Regions from separate parts of the Zea mays genome. Here region 2 is linked to region 1. The links are chromatin contacts, called in public Hi-C maps. All regions are on one chromosome and are shown on one strand. The core of a region is the stretch at or near the end of the contact, and the rest is flanking DNA. Distances in the headings are between cores, read along the strand shown.

Region 1 (5,904 bases), core at 1,775-4,274:
AAATCTTTATCTTCCACCCATATATGAGAACCTGTGACAATGTTTAACATTGAAGCCTACAAAATATGACAAGCGGCAAATTTAACCTGTGAAATTGCATTCCATGTGGGTTAGTAGATTAACATACATGTGTATCAAATTATTGCACCTCAATGGCCTACAAAAAGTAAGTGGGTTTCACCGACGAAAACATGTATATCGACTACACTTCAGGTTTCTTATATAATAATTCAGGTCCGGTCGCATGTAATGTGTAGCTGATTACAGCAATGTCCATTTCTACCCTGAAACTAAACCAGGAACAAATTACGGCCTTATACAGTTCATTTAATCCTCAGGAGTAACTGAAATTTACTTCATTCAACTCTAGAGCATATTATTCTACCGGATTCACTCCTAAGCTGTGGCAATTACTAATATGCATGCTACATGGAACAGGTGCCTAGAACATGACGTTGGATGCTTAGTGTTGCTGCTGTTCCTGCCATTGTACAGTTAGTACCTAAAAGCTATGCTACTAAGAGAAAATATTAATTGAAGAATGCAATAAGAACATTTCATTAGATTTCTTGTGTAAAAGTTCGCTCGTTTATGTTAATTATTATCTGTTTGAGAAGATATTAGACTTGTCTAGGGTAAACAAGAGGGGCCTTTATCAAATCCGTCGATCTTGCTTCAACTCACTTGTTTCTGTCCCAGCATTGGTGGCATTAACCTCTACAACAAGTGAACAACTCAAAGAAGTAATTTCTTAAAAGTGGTAGGTACATTAACTATTGGATGTTTACAGTTGAACCTACTAAAACATCTAGACAAATTTATTCAGAGTAGGCTTTGTAGCTATTCTTATTAAAACCTGGGAGAACCTTCACTCGTGCTTTATAGTGATGCTTGCTAAAACCTGGGAAAACCATTTAAGGAGGTAATATGGTGGTATGAAAACAGAAAAAAACACGTAAATCTTCACATACTTTATTTGATAAGAAGTTGGACTTTAGATAAGTATGTTGGCAATAGGCAAATAATTTTCACTCTTACATACGAGGACGTTGGTGACGAAGTAGTCCCGGCCGAGCCTACAATCCGCGGCGGCGCCCCGACCTGCCGCACCTCGATCCGCAGTGGCCGTCTGAACCGTGGACGAAGCTTGTGATCCTCAGGCCGTCTGAACCGTGGACAAAGCTTGCGATCCTCAGCTTGGTGGCTTTCTGTGCTCGAGGGGAAAATGAAAAAGAAACAGCAATTCAGATGACAGAGTAAATGAACGAACAAAACAGCCTTGTGAAAGCTGCTGATGAACACGCAAGAAGTATGATCCTCTCGATGGCGTTCCCTCAATCTCAACTGTTTGCGGCTTTGCTAGATCACTGCGATTCTTTGATTTTTTTCTCTGTGTTTGATGAGGGCGCTGCAACGTTGACAATTGAACATCGATTCAGCGTGGTAGCATAAACAAAGAGACGCTGATAGCTACCTTGATCGTTGGATGGGATCCCTCTGCCACAGGGATGTCAGTCCTGCCAACAGCCTCCAGCTCAAGCACACACATCAGAAGCAAATGTGAGCCGCGGTCGGAGTGGGTGGAACAGACCAGCAGGGTGGGGGGAGAGAGAGGAAGGAAGGTAGGCGGCGGCACCAGGTGGAGCGCGTTGCGCGTGGCGAGGGCGGTGTGGACGTTGCCGAAGGTAGTGGTGAGGCCCAGCACCTCCAGCTCCGGCGACCGCAGCGCCAGGAAGATGGCCATCGTGTCATCTGCTCCGTCGAACAGTGGTTCGGTTCGGTCAGTGGACTGCGATCCGAACGCCACAACAAGAAGAAGCACCATCGATCTACAGCCAAGACGATGATTGCAATCGCAAGGACGGGTACCTACCAATTCCGGGGTCGGTGTTGATGATTTCCTTCTTCATCCCCTCGACTACCGCCATGGGTGCTGCACAGATTTCGATCCCACCGGCTACCCAAACGGAACAACCCAATCTAACCAAACAAATGCTACGGCCTCAGAGAGGAGAAGGTTGGACCTTGGAAGCCTGGAACTCAAAGAGGGTGTCTGCGAGGAGGGCCGAGGCGACTATCTCGCGAGGTCGGGGGGATGGGAGCAGGCACATGCGTGGGGGATGCGAGGGGGCGGATGCGCCAAGGATTTCCATCTATGCCTGATCGAGCAATTGGGGGGCGAGGATGGCGGGGCCGAGATTGCCGTGCGGGACACCGAGATTGCCCCGCGGGGGAGGGCGAGCGCCGAGATTGCCGCGTAGAATATCCATCTGGCGTCGTGCAAGGAAAGGGAGCCGGGCGCGCGGGCAGCCTTGGATGGAAGCCGGCGCGGCCGGGGGACCAGGGCGCGACTGCCATGGATTGGTCACGACAGCCATGGCTGGAAGTTTTGTGGACGAGATTCGCGGCGGATTTGGCAGACCGGCGAGATTCGCGGCCAGCGCGTGGAGAAAGGCAGAACCGTGCACCAATTTTGAGTGTGGACGCCTACGTTAGATACATAAGTAGTAGTAGAGATTTGTATTTTCTCGTGGAATAGAGCAATTTGCTCTCCTTCACATCCTCAAATTGCAATAAAAAAACAAGAGCCGCTTCAGAACTTGGACAAAACTGTCAAAACAGCGTTATCGAGGATTACGTGAAGCATTGGATCCAGAAAACATGACCACTTTCGTGGACAAAACTTGCAAGGATTAACTGTGATTTAGAACCATAGGCTGTTTGCTGTTATAATCTATCAAAACTTCCACCACAGCAAAATAAATATAAATCAAAATGTAAACAGCATATGTTCTAGCTGCTGCAAAACCAACAAGCATCAAATTTCATCATTGAAAAGCCCAACCCCGCTCTTCTCTCACTCGCTCACTGGACCGGGCCCATGCACCAAAGCTCCCCGCGAGCGATGCGACCTAAGAGCTGGCTGCTCGCCCATCCTTCCCGGTCCCCGTGGACGAGGTCCACTTGCCGATGCCTCTCTGAGATCCCCACCCACTTATTCCCCTCCAGTGCGGACAGGCCTCACTCCTCTCTCCGCCCCCCTCGCTAGCCTCGCGGAGCCGCCGCACCCAGCGACCCTCCCGAAGTCTAACCCTAGATCCGGACCGGCCATGGCGTCCCGCCGGGTCGTCTCCTCGCTCCTTCGCTCCGCCTCCCGCCTCCGTGCCGCCTCGCCCGCCGCGCCGCGCCCGCGCGGGGCGCCGCACCGCCCGTCCCCGGCCGGGTACCTCTTCAACCGCGCCGCCGCCTACGCCTCCGCCGCCGCGGCCCAGGTGGCGCCCGCCACCCCGCCGCCAGCCACCGGGAAGACCGGCGGCGGCAAGATCACCGACGAGTTCACCGGCGCCGGCGCCATCGGCCAGGTGTGCCAGGTGATCGGCGCCGTCGTCGACGTGCGCTACGATGAGGGCCTCCCGCCCATCCTCACGGCGCTCGAGGTGCTCGACAACGACATCCGCCTCGTGCTCGAGGTGGCGCAGCACCTTGGCGAGAACATGGTGCGCACCATCGCTATGGACGGCACGGAGGGGCTCGTCCGCGGCCAGCGCGTCCTCAACACTGGCTCCCCCATCACCGTGAGGACGCCCTCTATTTCTTGGTTATGGCTGTGCTTTCTATTTCGTGGCGGTACGGATCGATCTGATGAAATGCAGACCGAATAGTGTTAGATTTGATCTGGGCACGAAGATCTGCGTGGCCAGTGATTAAATTTTAGATCGTCTGCTGTAGCCTGAACATTGATAGGTTTTAGTTGTGGCAGCTTCTGGTTTAACGATGCCAGTAACTAATGGGTTTCATTGCCATGACATATTTTTTTGTTCATTGATATTCAAATACTGTTGTTGCATGCTTGTTTTGGCGCCATTGGCAAGTGTAATGTAGAGTATCTATGCTGGCAGTGTTGTTTGCATGATTGCTCGTGGTGTTTATGATTTCATGACCTCACATTTGCACCACTGTCAACCATGTTTTCTGACTTCAAAATTATTCCTGTTTGTAGGTGCCTGTTGGCAGGGCTACCCTTGGACGCATCATTAATGTTATCGGTGAGCCGATTGATGAGAAGGGTGATATAAGTAAGTGTCTGGACTTATGGTATGTATTTTGCTTCAAGGTGTCTGGAAGAGCTTTTGTAAACCTTCTACCTTTCCATATTTCAGCGACAAACCACTTCCTCCCTATCCATCGTGAAGCCCCTGCTTTCGTTGAGCAGGCCACTGAGCAGCAAATTCTTGTTACTGGAATCAAGGTAGGTTTGTTCAGTTCTCGAGCTAGAATCGTTTTGGAGTCTAAGGGGGTGTTTGATTCCTTTAGTCACTCTTCTTAACTTTAGTGACTAAACTTTAGTCCCTAGGATTTCTACTTGGAAGGCATTATTTAGTTATACTGTTTGGCTGTTCAGGGACTAAAAGTGACTAAACTTTAGTTACTAAATTTAGGAGGCAGGAACCAAACACCCTCTAATTTAGTAGCACCTATGCTGACATTGCTTGAATGATGATTATATGTTGTAGCATAATGTTTCTTTGACATGCAGGTCGTGGATCTTCTTGCACCCTACCAAAGAGGTGGAAAAATTGGTCTCTTCGGTGGTGCAGGAGTGGGTAAAACTGTGCTCATTATGGAGCTGATCAACAATGTTGCTAAGGCCCATGGTTAGTACTGTACCAAGTTTCATTGTCAATTTGGCTCAGTTTCTTGTTGGATCTTCTGATTGTGATATCTGCTTTGCTTCTATGTAGGTGGTTTCTCTGTGTTTGCTGGTGTTGGAGAACGTACCCGTGAAGGGAATGACCTGTACAGAGAAATGATTGAAAGTGGTGTCATTAAGCTAGGTGACAAGCAGGTGATTATTGTGATGCCGTAATTTCTTTGTGATCTTGGCATATCAGGGCTGGCACTTTCTCATATATTGGTTTTGTGGCAGAGTGAAAGCAAGTGTGCTCTTGTCTACGGGCAGATGAATGAGCCCCCGGGTGCTCGTGCTCGTGTTGGGTTGACTGGTTTGACTGTTGCTGAACATTTCCGTGATGCTGAAGGACAAGATGTGCTTCTGTTTATTGACAACATTTTCCGTTTCACCCAGGTAATTTCTGCAGGGCTTTCTTTTGCATGAAAACTATATACAGCGTTTGGAGCAAATATCTTTCTAGTTCCCTGTCTGAATAGAGTGTTGATGTTATATCTGGTGGCATTGTTGCGCTCTTGATTCCAGGCAAATTCTGAGGTGTCTGCTCTTCTTGGACGTATCCCATCTGCTGTGGGATACCAGCCAACCCTTGCCACTGATCTTGGAGGACTGCAAGAGCGTATTACGACAACAAAGAAGGGTTCTATTACGTCTGTCCAGGCTATATATGTGCCTGCTGATGACTTGACAGATCCTGCTCCTGCTACTACCTTTGCCCATCTTGATGCTACAACTGTGTTGTCACGGCAGGTTTGTCCATTTGGTTTATGTGACTGTTGTGTTAGGTACATGATTTGCTCATTGTGATTTCATGCTTCCTGTGCAGATCTCTGAGCTTGGTATTTATCCTGCTGTCGATCCACTGGATTCCACATCAAGAATGCTTTCTCCCCACGTGCTGGGTGAGGATCATTACAATACTGCTCGTGGTGTTCAGAAGGTTCTTCAGAACTACAAAAATCTTCAGGATATTATTGCTATCTTGGGTATGGATGAGCTCAGTGAGGATGACAAGTTGACGGTCGCTCGTGCAAGAAAGATTCAGCGTTTCCTGAGCCAGCCTTTCCATGTCGCTGAAGTTTTCACAGGTGCTCCAGGGAAGTATGTGGAGCTGAAGGAAAGTGTGAAGAGTTTCCAGGTACAGTTTAATCTTTTTTTTATCTCAAAAACCGATGTTTGGAAAATAATGATTTGCTCACTATTCTTTCTCGCAA
Region 2 (5,904 bases), core at 2,367-4,866, 130 kb before region 1:
AAATCATTTCATTTCACCACTTGCCTAAGTGAACAGAAGGATTCCCGTTACAAGCTATACCGCAAAGGCCAAAGCTGGTGACCAAGACTAGCCAGTTAGTTTTGAGGTAAACCGCTACTCTAAACTCTAAAGAAGCATAAAGCAATTGCAGGAGAACAGGCTTAAAATACTCTTTGCCAAGGAAACACCCAGCTACCCACTACCCAGCATTTGCATCTCAATGTGTACAGAACAAAGAGTTCTAAACAGCCACCATGTGCTAGAAACAGGATCCCAGGGCAATGTATAACCGCTAATCCCGTTCGTAACCTTACAGCACAACCTGTAGGGACGCGCTTCAAAAATACTTGAAGTCGACTGTGTTCATTGGTCAGCCTCAGGCTTGCTTCCATTGCCCTCACCGCTGCCTGCGTGCTTCTCTGGTGAGGCCGTCTGAGGCTCCTGCTGCTGCTGCTGCCGCCCCGTGCCTGTACTTGGTTCAGGATGGAAGTTGATAGGGAACTTGGTAACCCGGGGCTTGTCGGCCAGGATATTTCTCTGCACCCGATCGATTAGCACCTTTGCTGGAGGCTCCTCTCTCAACTGCTCATCGCCGTAATCATTGTTCACGTAGTAGCCTACTCTCATGAACTCCTGGCCCATGTAAGAGCAAGTCAATAGCAGCACAGTCACACCAATTATGTCTTCCTCACGGATCTTTGAGGGATCCGGTGGATCAGCCTGCGATTGAATTGCCATATTGTTTCTCAAAATTGGGTAGATATGACAGGTCTTAACACAAAAGGGGAAATCACAAGCAATGCTCGCACTCCATTCTTCAAAAATTTCAGGACCTATTGTGTCTCGTGAATTTGGACTTAGGAGTATAATAGAGCAACACAACATTGATTTGCATACCTGGAGGACAAAACGGTAGGTCCCAACATTGACAGGGCCAACAAGCACACTCTCAAGCTGTTGGTCGTAGTTTTCATCTTCAGCTGATCCAACATATATAAGCTTCCACTCCAGATCTGAAATGCAAACAAACAAGCTCTTTACATGTATTCTAAAAAAATCCAATACCCCAAAAGCAAAAGACAGAAATCAAAACACATGAATTGCATATATACCTCACACAGATCATATATACATAGGCATGCCTTTATGGTACGCAGGGGAAAATAGGCATGTCATTACGATTAAAACAACCTCAAACAACACAATGCACATTCCACAAAATTATACCCTAGTAAATCTCTTACTCAAATATCTAGAAGACCGGACGATTCACACTTTTGGTCAGGTCTAATGAATATTAAGGATCAATTTCTTAGATGAGGTCACTTTCAAGTGAGGAATGGTCATGCTACCAGATTCTGGAAGGATATATGGTTAATCAGTCGACCTCTTAGTGAGCAATTCCCGAACCTTTTTAATATAGTGCGTAACAAATCGGCCTTGGTTGTAGACGTCTTTTCAGATTCAAATCTTAATTTATCTTTTCGCCGAACAATTAGGGGAATTAAAATGGTGGAATGGCACAACTTGTTAAACTTGCTAACTACGGTTACTCTGAATCCGGCTAGGGACAATTTTGTTTGGGATGGTCATAAGAATGGAATTTTCTCTGTCCAATCGATGTACCATCTTTTGATGAATAATCCTAACAGCAATCGGAGTAAGATGCTTTGGAGACTTAAGCTCCCTCTGAAAATAAAAGTTTTCCTGTGGAATTTATGTCGGGGAGCGATCCTCACTAAAGATAATTTAGCTAGAAGGCGTTGGAATGGTAGCTTGACCTGTAGCTTTTGCAACAACAATAAGAGTATACATCATCTCTTTTTTGACTGTTACATTGCCAAAAGTATATGGAGAATCATTTACTTTGTTTTAAAAATAGACATGCCCATTAGCACTAATCATATTATCGGGTCTTGGGAATCTAATAATGCTCTGGCATACAAAAAATTATTACTGATTGGAATATCAGCTTTATTTTGGTCCATCTGGCTCTGTCGAAATGAGGTGGTGTTTAATCATAAACCAATACCATCAATTGTACAGGTTATTTTCAGGGTTACTCACTGGTTCAGATTCTGGAGACTTCTACAGAAGGAGGAAAAGCACCAACAAATTCTCGATGCCTGTCGAGCTTTGGAGGTGGTGGCGATGGAAGTTTTTGCAATGCATGGATGGCGCTCGAATGCAAGAATTGAAGATGGCTAGTGTTTTCTATAGTCATGGCATTTTGTTTTCTTTGAGTTAGTTTAATTATTCAAGCAACTGCTCTATGGTCCAATAATCGTTATGTAATGGTTGTACGCATTTGTATGCTAAAGCCGGAACTCTTGTTTCCATAATAAAAAAACAAAATTATACCCTAGTACTTCAACGTTCATTGGGTTATAGATTTGTATAATTTCTATGTAGTACTTATCATGATATGTCTTTATGCCATTATCAACAAACCAGAGACAAAAGAGGGGAGAAAATAAGGCAAACATGTCTGGACCAGAATTATTCAGACAATGACCACCCCCACTCAAACAGCTTTTGAAGCTAGCAGGATCCAAAGGAATAATGTATCTTATGAAACAGGCCAACAGATTATCCACTACAGTGAATAAATCACTAAAAGCAAAATAGAACATTTTTCAGAATTACCAGCAATATTGGAATCTCATCAGCTACTACACAGGTGTCGATCCCTTATAAGTACAAGATACAAATAACATGAGACTTATCCACTGCACATTCAATTATAATCAGCTTCAAGCAAAGATAATTCTAGATTGTAGACAATCATCCACGCATGGCACAGGTGTGCATGGAATTTTTTGCACAAGTGATCTAATGTGGCACCCAGATTTTGACAATACAAGTATACAACTAATTAACCCACTAAGCAAATAGGTTCAGTCATATGACATGCTGGTTTCTAGATACTAGTAATGGAGAGTAGAATACACGATCAAGAATCGCATGGTACAGAATAGGGCAGTGGAAATTATGCTGCATTCTTATGCTAATCACCGAACAAGAACAGCGGTAGCCTGGATAGCAGCAATGGCATTCGCATCTATGCTACTACTGCCGCACAGGAACGCAACCGATGCAGCGGCGTTCGACTCCCGTACCCTCGTGATCCCATCCCGCAGAGATAGCAAAGCCCAACCCCATAACCCGGCATCCCAGCTGCATCCAAAGCGCCACCCACCGATCCCAGGACGCCGAAACCCTAGCCCGGGGCCACGCATCACGGGGACCGAGAGAAGGGGAGGAAAACGGTCAGTACTCAGTACCGTCGTCGAGGGGCACGAGGCACTCGTAGGATATCTCGAACTGGAAGGGGTTGATGAAGGCGGTGGGGTTGTCCAGCACCGCCACGTTGGTGATGTTCACCGCGCTCATCGCCGCCGCCGGGAGCAGCCGCGCGCCCGCGCGTGCTCGAGCAGAGGGGAAAAGACGCGAGCAAGACGCGGCGGCTCGGGATCGGATTTCTAGCGGCCTTTCGGGCGGTGTAATGGTGACGGTGTGGGATGAGATGGGGAGCGGCGGGAAGCGAAATTGGGTTGGCGGGAGACGGCTCGGAGCTGCAGGTTTGGAGTGGAGAGGCGAGGCCAAGCGACAGCGAGAGAGGAGAAATTTGCTATTATGGAGATCCTCACGTGCGGCTTCGACGTTTTGAAGGCGTAGGTGAAGGATTAGCTGATATAGAAAAGCAGGGAATAGGCCACTTGCTAAAACGAACAAGAACACTCTATTACTTGGTAACCTCTTTGATTAAAACCATGGATACTCACGTCGTCTACATCCGTTACCTCTCCATCGGCATCGCGGCCGTGCGTGACCCGCCCGTGCTCATCCTCGACGAGCCCACCTCCGGCCTCGACAGCGCCTCCGCGCTCCACATCGTCGGCGCGCTCCGCGCCATGGCCGAGGCGCGCGGACGCACCGTGCTGCTCAGCATCCACCAGCCGGGAGCGCGCATCGTCAAGATGTTCGACTCCGTCCTCCTGCTAGCCGTCGGCTTCGTCCTCCATCATGGCACCGTCGACCAGCTCCGCGCCCTGCTCGGGGACGCGGGCCTCCACCTGCCCCCGCACGTCTCCGTGGACGCGCTCCGCCGCCACGCCAGTAGCAGCCTGCAGGCGCCGTCCTCCGGAGACCGAGAGGGTCGGTGCACGCTGCAGCGTCTGTTCCAGCTGCACGGCAAGCAGGTGGCGGACGCCCCTGTGGCCGTGACCATGATGGCTAGCCGCTACGCCAACTCGCGGGCGCGGGAGGTGGCGGTGCTGTCGCAGCGCTTCTTCAAGAACGTGGCGCGGACGCGGCAGCTCTTCGCGTGCCGCACCGTGTGCATGCTGGTGGCGGGCCTTGCGCTGGGCTCCATCTTCTACGACCTCGGGCAGGACAAGGTGGTGGAGCGCGTGGGTCTCTTCGCCTTCCTGCTCACCTTCCTCCTGTCATCCACAACGGAGGCGCTGCCCATCTTCCTGCAGGAGCGCGACATCCTGGCCAGGGAGACGGCGTCGGGGGCGTACCACGTGTCGTCGTACGCGGTGGCCAACGCGGTCGTGTTCCTGCCCTTCCAGCTGGCGCTGGCCGTCATGTTCGCGGCGCCGGTGTACTGGCTGGCGGGTCTCCGTCGAACGGCGACCGCGTTCGGCTACTTCCTGCTGGTGATATGGCTGATCCTGTACACAGCGTACTCGGTGGTGGTGTGCTTCGCGGCGGCGACGCCGGACTTCGTGGTGGGGGGGGATGTTGGCGGGAACAACTTCCGTGGGAGGAATGTTGGCGGGAACAACTTCCGTGGAGAGAAGGGTAACGGGATGTAGACGACGTGAGTATCCATGATTTTAATCAAAGAGGTTACCAAATAATGGAGTGTTCTTGTTCGTTTTAGCGAGTGGCATATTCCCTGCTTTTCCATATCAGCTAATCCCTCGTCTACGCCTCTAAAACGTCGAAGCCGCACGTGAGGATCTCCATAATAGCAAATTTCTCGCGAGAGAGAGGTAGCCAGTAGCCACTAGCCAGGTAGGGGTGGGGTGGGGGAGCCGAGAGACGGGACCCCTCCAGGCCTCCACCGCTGTCGAAACTCGAAGGCCGCCAAATCCCATATTTTCTAGGAATCACACAGAATTCTGCTGAACCGCCTTACTTCTTGGTAGGTCTACAGAATGCAGGGGTCAAAAAAGGGATAAAACGATGCAAACAATTCCCTGCAAATACAGACAAGGCTCTCATATACATCTTTTCTGATACGTAGCTGCGAGCACATTCGTTAGGAGAGAGACGCAAGACATCGCTGATTTGCGAATTAGCGCTGCTGCTGTTCTTGTTCTTGTACAAGACTGACTCAACAGAAACAATGGAGACCTATCATCAAAAAACAGAAACAATGGAGACCACAGATGGTTTCAGGCTACCGAAGGGCAACACACTGCTGCTTATATTGAAGAATTTGCAGGAGGATGTGCAGGAGCGGGCAGCTACTGTGCAATCTTCTATTTATTCTACTCTTGCCACGAACTGCTCGGAATTCTCTTTCACTTTGTTGCAGAGCGTGAGCAGTAAATGCAAAGAAAAAACACAGTTGCAGAAAATGCTAGCAGTAGCAGCCAAATTGAGCAAAAAAAAAGGGGTGTTCCCATTTGGATCACCATTCCTTAACCACGGGCAAAATGAAGGTGGAAAACTGAGTAGTTGGGTACCGTGTATGCAGATGAGCAGGTAGCCATGTTCCCTTATTTCATATCCTTTGGATCTACTCGTATTATATGAAAGCAAACCTGAAACTGAAGTGAAGTCAGGAATCTATTGTATTTTCCTTTTAGTATTACTTCTGACTATCATATTTATCACGCAGGGCTAATACTTTACAAGAAATGTGCTGGTTCTCGATACTCCTCCAAG

Evidence for each region. A called contact is a pair of places that touch in the nucleus more often than the background predicts.
Region 2: a contact with region 1 is called in a Hi-C map of tassel, with 6 times the contacts expected there. The contact joins the promoter of LOC103635303 here to the promoter of LOC100285442 in region 1. A contact is called at or near these places in 12 of 25 Hi-C or Micro-C datasets (ear, endosperm, leaf and 3 more).

Annotation. Positions count from the first base shown.
Region 1 is chr8:67,223,167-67,229,070 of Zm-B73-REFERENCE-NAM-5.0, reverse strand. It overlaps LOC100285442 (ATP synthase beta chain), which reads left to right and starts at 3,024. Exons shown (of 9, transcript NM_001158335.1): 1 at 3,024-3,575; 2 at 4,001-4,076; 3 at 4,161-4,249; 4 at 4,538-4,655; 5 at 4,743-4,846; 6 at 4,928-5,086; 7 at 5,216-5,440; 8 at 5,517-5,828. The coding sequence starts at 3,111. LOC103635301 (probable uridine nucleosidase 2) reads right to left here and starts at 2,335. Exons shown (of 4, transcript XR_002264467.2): 1 at 1,874-2,335; 2 at 1,039-1,752; 3 at 1-56.
Region 2 is chr8:67,353,907-67,359,810 of Zm-B73-REFERENCE-NAM-5.0, reverse strand. It overlaps LOC103635303 (histone chaperone ASF1B), which reads right to left and starts at 3,616. Exons shown (of 3, transcript XM_008657793.4): 1 at 3,285-3,616; 2 at 898-1,013; 3 at 1-720. The coding sequence starts at 3,393. The coding sequence ends at 364.